2 separate regions of the Mus musculus genome follow, and region 1 is linked to region 2. The links are chromatin contacts, called in public promoter capture Hi-C maps. All regions are on one chromosome and are shown on one strand. Each heading gives the region's core, a stretch centred on a gene start, on an enhancer-like site or on the middle of the called end of the contact. The rest is flanking DNA. Distances are from core to core; before and after follow the strand shown.

Region 1 (2,821 bases), core at 222-2,721, 1.0 Mb after region 2:
GCCGGGCGTGGTGGCGCACGCCTTTAATCCCAGTACTCCGGAGGCAGAGGCAGGCGGATTTCTGAGTTTGAGGCCAGCCTGGTCTACAAAGTGAGTTCCAGGATAGCCAGGGCTACACAGAGAAACTCTGTCTCGAAAAACAAAAAACAAAAAGCTTCTCATAATTACTTATCAATGGCATAGAGTGGCAGCATTCACCTCTCCCTCCTTCGGTGCCCTTTACGTGATTGACCTATTGGTTGTTTTGAACAAGAAAAAATTAACCCAGGAGGTGCACAATTTGAAAGAGAATTTACTTGCTAATAATGAAGTGGGCAGGGAGAAAGCAAATGGGCAAAGGCTGAATAAAAAGGGGGCAAAGACATCTCAAGCACTAAGGTTGGTAGCAGATCATTGTACGGGCTTGAACACTGATGAATCCAGACTTGTTTTGCACCTTTGTTCCTTTGGCTATGGGCCAACCAGAGCAGAACCATATGTACATCTAAGCAGACCACAATCTGAACACGAATCGGAGGTCAGAAGCACATTATATCCACTTGGGAAAACAGGTTGAGCAGCTGATAATGCACTTCACAGTCAATTTGGTTCAAGTTCGTAACCCCATCCCTTTAAAAACGGGGCGATTTCATTCCACTGTGAAAGTTATAATACTTACAATAGAGGGCTTTCTATATTTTCCAAATGGGAAAAGCCTTGATTGCTCTCTATTTTAGCTGTTTTTCATGTCCAACACCTTAAACCGGTTCTGGAAATTCCCCCACCAGTCTACTCTACCTCTACCTTCCTCAACAGCCATGTTCTTTAGCTTTTCGATTTTTTAAACCTTCAACCTTTCGGTATTAGTCCAATCAAAGTTTGCCTTCTTGAACCCGTTCCTCACGTTCGCATCAGGCAACCTTCGGAGAACTAAGTTACCAACCTTGACCTCGACAGCGCCCCGTAATTCTACTATCCCACCACTCTTCTATGCCTCCTTAGAGTTCCGCCCCGTCTCATTCTCGCTCCCCCCACCCCCGCCCCCAGCCGTGAATCGCTTGCGCCTGCGCATCTCCAATTCAGGCGCTTTCCCTTTCCTGACGACCAATCCACTTCCCGCCTCCGGTCCTTGGAACACTCCTCCCCTCTGCTGGGGCCCTGATTGGAGGTGCTGGAAGCGGTTGTCCTATTCATTGCCTGTACATAAAAATTTACAGATAGGAGAATTTCAACGAATATCTGAAGGAGAAGCACATCCTCGAGATTAGGTATAGATTGATCACTTCTTAACCCAGACGAGGGATTGAACACATAGCGAGGGACCGGAGACGAAGGTCCATTTGGACTAGGCAGTCGTGCGGGCAGCCTTTTCCTTTTCCCTCTGCGCTCCGCCCCGCCCCCCTAGCAGCCCGGCCGCGTTGGTGAGTGGCGGGCGGGCGGGCCGACGGGCGGAGGGAGGAGGGGAGCGGAGGGAAGGCGGGCCCTCGTCTGCGAGAGCGGCGGGGGGAGGGGAGGGGAGCCCGAGCGCTGGAGTTGGTGCTGGGAAACCCGGGGCTAATGTTGACAACAGGCACTAGGTGAGTTCCGGGGATCCTCCTTCCCCCTCCACTCCGACGATAGGGACGAGCTGGTGCGGAGGGCTACCGGTCCGGACTCCTGCTCCCCGAGGGACCCGAGAGGCGACTCCGCACTCCAGCTCTCCGGGGGCGGCGAGCAGTGGAGGGACGAGCGGATCGGACGTCGTCCTCCTCAGACCCCTCTCCCGGAGGCTCCGGTCAATGTGGGGGGGATGTCTCGGCCCGGCCGAGGCCGGCGTGAGGGGCGATAGAAGAGGTGTCTGCCCCGCATGCCTGGGCCCAGCGTCGGGGCTGGAGGCGGAGGAGCCTGCCGTGGAGGGGGAAGGTGTTCGGGGGCGTGGAAGAGTGCGAGGAGAGGCTTGGGGCGAGCTCGGCGGTCCGGAGGGAAGCGTGGACGAGGGAGCGGGGAAGATGTGGAGTAGGCAGTCGAGCTGGAGAGGCTGCAGTCTGAGGGAGTGTGGGATGAGAAGTTAGGCTTGGGGCTTAGATGTCCCCACGGAATAGGAGTTGTGGACGGGAAGTGTGTCAATGGTGGGACCCTGAGACCCAGCGGGGGTTTGTGGGAGATTTGTGGGTGATGCGTGTGCAGGGGAAGAGGCTTGGAGCGGACCTGCGGATGGGGGGCAACGGGGCTGTTCGGGTTTACTTCCTTTTAATCAGGTAGGATGGTTGACTGTTCGACTCGAACTCAAGGCTTTCATTACTTCCCTTACAAGCAAGTACTGTTGAACTAAAGAGAAGCCTAGCAGAGGCTGCTTACAGGTTTGGGGGTACGCATGGAAGCGAATAGCCTTGCTCTTAGAAAACCTTAAATGTACCGATTGACACATTAGATGAAAATAAGACTGTTACTGACCCTTCTCATTTGTCATAGTTTTTAGGGGTTCATAAAAGTCGTACAGATCGTCAGGAAAGCCACTTTTGAGCTGTGGTGAAATCTCTGAAAAAATTTGAATAAGTCTCGTACATATATAAGGATTTTGTAAAAGAATAAACTCAGAAACCGGAAGATATCTCTGTGCTGTTCTACCTTTAGAACATTTTGAGTTCAAAACACAGACTTGAAAGGTAAACCAGCATTCTCTTACTCTGTAGTGTTTTCAGAGCAGTCTGATTGTGATTTCATACATAGACCATATGGTACTTAGCAAACTTATAGCTGTATTAGGGGACACCTCCGTTCTCTGTCCTCTCTCCAGGACACTGCATTAGAGTCTGTCTTACTAGTAAAACAGTTTTTACTTTCTTTTGGAAGTTTAGAATGT
Region 2 (3,049 bases), core at 267-2,766:
AAAAATGTAAGCCGAATGCACCCTTTCCTCTCCAACTTCCTTTTTTGGTCATGGTCATGGCGGCAATAGAAACCCTAAGACAGGCCCCAAAGCCATAATTCTCTCTGTTTTTTAGGGAAACCAGTCATCCTCAGAATGACGGTCTTAATCTTTCAATTCTGCTTGAGGTGACCCAAATTCAGACTAATTTCAGTTTTGTTTTCTTCCTTCTCCCTGCAGTTCCCATTTTGCACCAGGTGAGGGCAGTAAGAACACACCTATTTCCCAAGTGGGGGGTGGGGGGGGAATGCAGTCAGTCCTGCTTTTAAACTGTGGGCTAATTAAGCCGGTCTCTCAGGACATGGTCAGGCTTCCACCAGGTTGCTCAGGCTGGACAGATGAGGTTGGGAGATAAGCAAATGACCAAGCCGGCCCTGGGAGCTTCAGCTAAGCGAATCTCGTCCTAAAGGTCAAGGCACAAAGGGCAAATCTCTGCAACCTGAAAACAGGAAGTAGCCAGCTGGTTACTTGCTTGTCTCTCCTGGACTATGGCACTGTCACCAAATTATCTAATGAAAGCATTTAAGAAACAATAACATGTTTATGGAGTAACTAGAAGCAATCTAGAAGTAACTCTCTTAAGAGACCGAGAGACAAAGAGATTGAGATTATGTGTAGTGGTTGAATTTCAAAGACTTTAGGAAAACAGTTTTGTTTTGTTTTGGGTTTGGTTTGGTTTGGTTTGGTTTGCTTTTTCGAGACAGGGTTTCTCTGTGTAGCCCTGGTGGTCCAGGAACTCACTTTGTAGACCAGGCTGGCCTCGAACTCAGAAATCCCCCTGCCTCCGCCTCCCAAGTGCTGGGATTAAAGAAAACAGTTTTTAGCTACATAAGAAATTTTACATGTTATACTGGCTGGTGAGATACACAGTGGTTAAGGGAGCTTGCTGAACAAACCTGACCATCAGAGTTCGATCCCCAAAACTCAGGTGGTGGAAAGAGACTCAACTTCCCTGAAGATTATTTCTCTGATCTCCACAAACAAGGATGCAAACATACATACATACATACACACACACACACACACACACACACACACACACACCACACCCCATCACCACTACCACCACCACACACAAAAATGTAATGTAAGTTATCCTAGACCGTGTGGATCGCTCTTCTTAAAAACTAACAGCCAAACTTTCTAATATTTTAGGATGAATTCACGCTAAATTTAATGTCTCTTCTGAATAACACAGATGATTTTAATTTTTAGTGGGAGAACTAGTCACATAGATTAGTTGTTCATAGATTAAAACTACCAAGTTAAAAGGGTGGCTCAGATCCCTAACGGCCTCGGGCTGCTCGGCTTGCATCACCCCAGTCGCAAAATTTCGGACCTTGCAGATTAGAACAAAGACACAGCGGCGGGGAGCAAGGACTCCAGACAGCCTAGGCTCGCTCCCTCATCCCCAGCTCCCCAACCCCCAGCCTGGGGGAGGTGGCGCTGTGTCCTGCCCTTGGACAGAACTCCACCCTCTACTAGGAGGCGGGGCCTTGCCGTAAGTTAAGTGTGACCTGGGCGCAGCAGTTTCGTCTGCTGGCCCCCACCATGAATCTTACGCGCGCCGGCGCCCGGCTGCAGGTCCTTCTGGGACACCTCGGCCGACCCTCGGCCCCAACGATTGTATCCTTTGGGCTGTGGAAGGGCTCACAGGCTCGAAGGAGCCTCTCCGCCCTGGTGGTGGCTTCAAGGACATAAGAGAGCCTCTGCGCCGCCATCTCTTCCCTGTCTCCATCCCTAGGGTTCCCGGGTGGAGGCTGCATCCCCAGAGAGCCCTCGTCTTCTGGAAGGGCTCTCTGGTGGGACTTCTCTAGGCAGCATTTTGAGCCTTCAAGAAACCGTGGTTTCTTGCTGGTGTAAAGCGGGAAGCATAAAGCGAAAGGTGACGACGTCATCACAAAGAGGCTTGCCATTTTTTGAGTTGACTTCTGCATCCAGAAACACCAAGGACAGTTGCCCACAGGTGCTTGCCTGTGACCAAGGCCGGCAGAGGCAGGGATTCTCAGAGGTCAGGAGGAGGCGCCAGTCGCCAAAAAGAGAAGGCTCAGGACCCTGTCCAGCAGGTAGCTAGCTGCCCATCTCCACCTGCCCTCTGTCTGTCACCATCCCACTAGCTGTGTAAGCTCCCACTCCAGGGGCCAGGTGTCCCCAGTCTCCTGAGGACTGAACTGGTTCCCGGAAAGCGACTTCAGAAGCGAGTGCCTGGTGATAAATGCTTGTGATCCCCCTGGGAGGTGCAGGTGCAGACTCGAGGGTTGGTTGGTTGGTTGGTTGGTTGGTTGGTTGGTTGGTTGGTTGGTTGGTTTTTCGAGACAGGGTTTCTCTGTATAGCCCTGGCTGTCCTGGAACTCACTTTGTAGACCAGGCTGGCCTCGAACTCAGAAATCCGCCTGCCTCTGCCTCCCAAGTGCTGGGATTAAAGGTTCGTGCCACCACCGTCCGTCCGGCAGACTTGAGGATCTTAATGGCCAGCCATCCTGGCCAAAAGTGACAGACGGTCTAAAAAGCAAAACAAAACACTAAACCAAGGCTTGGAAGCAGTTATGCACACGAACACGTGTGTGTACACACACATCACACACAAACACATACATGCATACACTCAGACTCTTGGGGGATGGGAGGAAGCATCAAACTGTTGGCCCCTCGCCCTAGAAATTGCTAAAAATGAATGGTTTAGGGTTTTCAGTGCCTGCCACCTCCGAGGCTGATCATAATAGTTGTTTATTTGGCCTTCCCTGTTATTCTGCCTGTGGGGCTTTTGGTTTATAAGCAGCGGTGTGCCAGGCTTACCTCAAGCTTAAACTCTACAGGCTAATAATGTAACTTCATTTTACACTGAGAAACTAATGGGGAAAGACCCTGATTAGTGTGTATTGGACTAAAGCAGTGGTTAGACCTGCAGGCCATGTAGGGATGGAATATCACAGTCTGGTTTTTTCTTGGCAGTTGGATGTTTGCTACATTTTGAGAACCTTGGATATACTGGTACTAGATGTATTTGGAC

The links. Promoter capture Hi-C pulls out the DNA fragments that hold promoters and counts their contacts.
Region 1: a contact with region 2 is called in a promoter capture Hi-C map of pre-B cells, with 7 times the contacts expected there. The contact joins the promoter of Upf2 here to the promoter of Phyh in region 2. A contact is called at or near these places in 12 of 39 promoter capture datasets (the 3T3-L1 cell line, 3T3-L1-derived adipocytes, cranial neural crest and 6 more), 1 of 15 datasets of contacts at CTCF or cohesin (embryonic stem cells), 3 of 484 Hi-C or Micro-C datasets (CD8 T cells, cerebral cortex and regulatory T cells), 5 of 115 datasets of contacts at active chromatin or transcription factors (embryonic stem cells, kidney, large pre-B cells and 1 more) and 3 of 9 other capture datasets (adipose tissue, liver and pancreatic islet).

What each region holds. Positions count from the first base shown.
Region 1 is chr2:5,949,998-5,952,818 of GRCm38.p6, forward strand. Upf2 (UPF2 regulator of nonsense transcripts homolog (yeast)) reads left to right here and starts at 1,472. Exons shown (of 22, transcript NM_001081132.1): 1 at 1,472-1,556.
Region 2 is chr2:4,917,480-4,920,528 of GRCm38.p6, forward strand. It overlaps Phyh (phytanoyl-CoA hydroxylase), which reads left to right and starts at 1,517. Exons shown (of 9, transcript NM_010726.2): 1 at 1,517-1,665. The coding sequence starts at 1,591.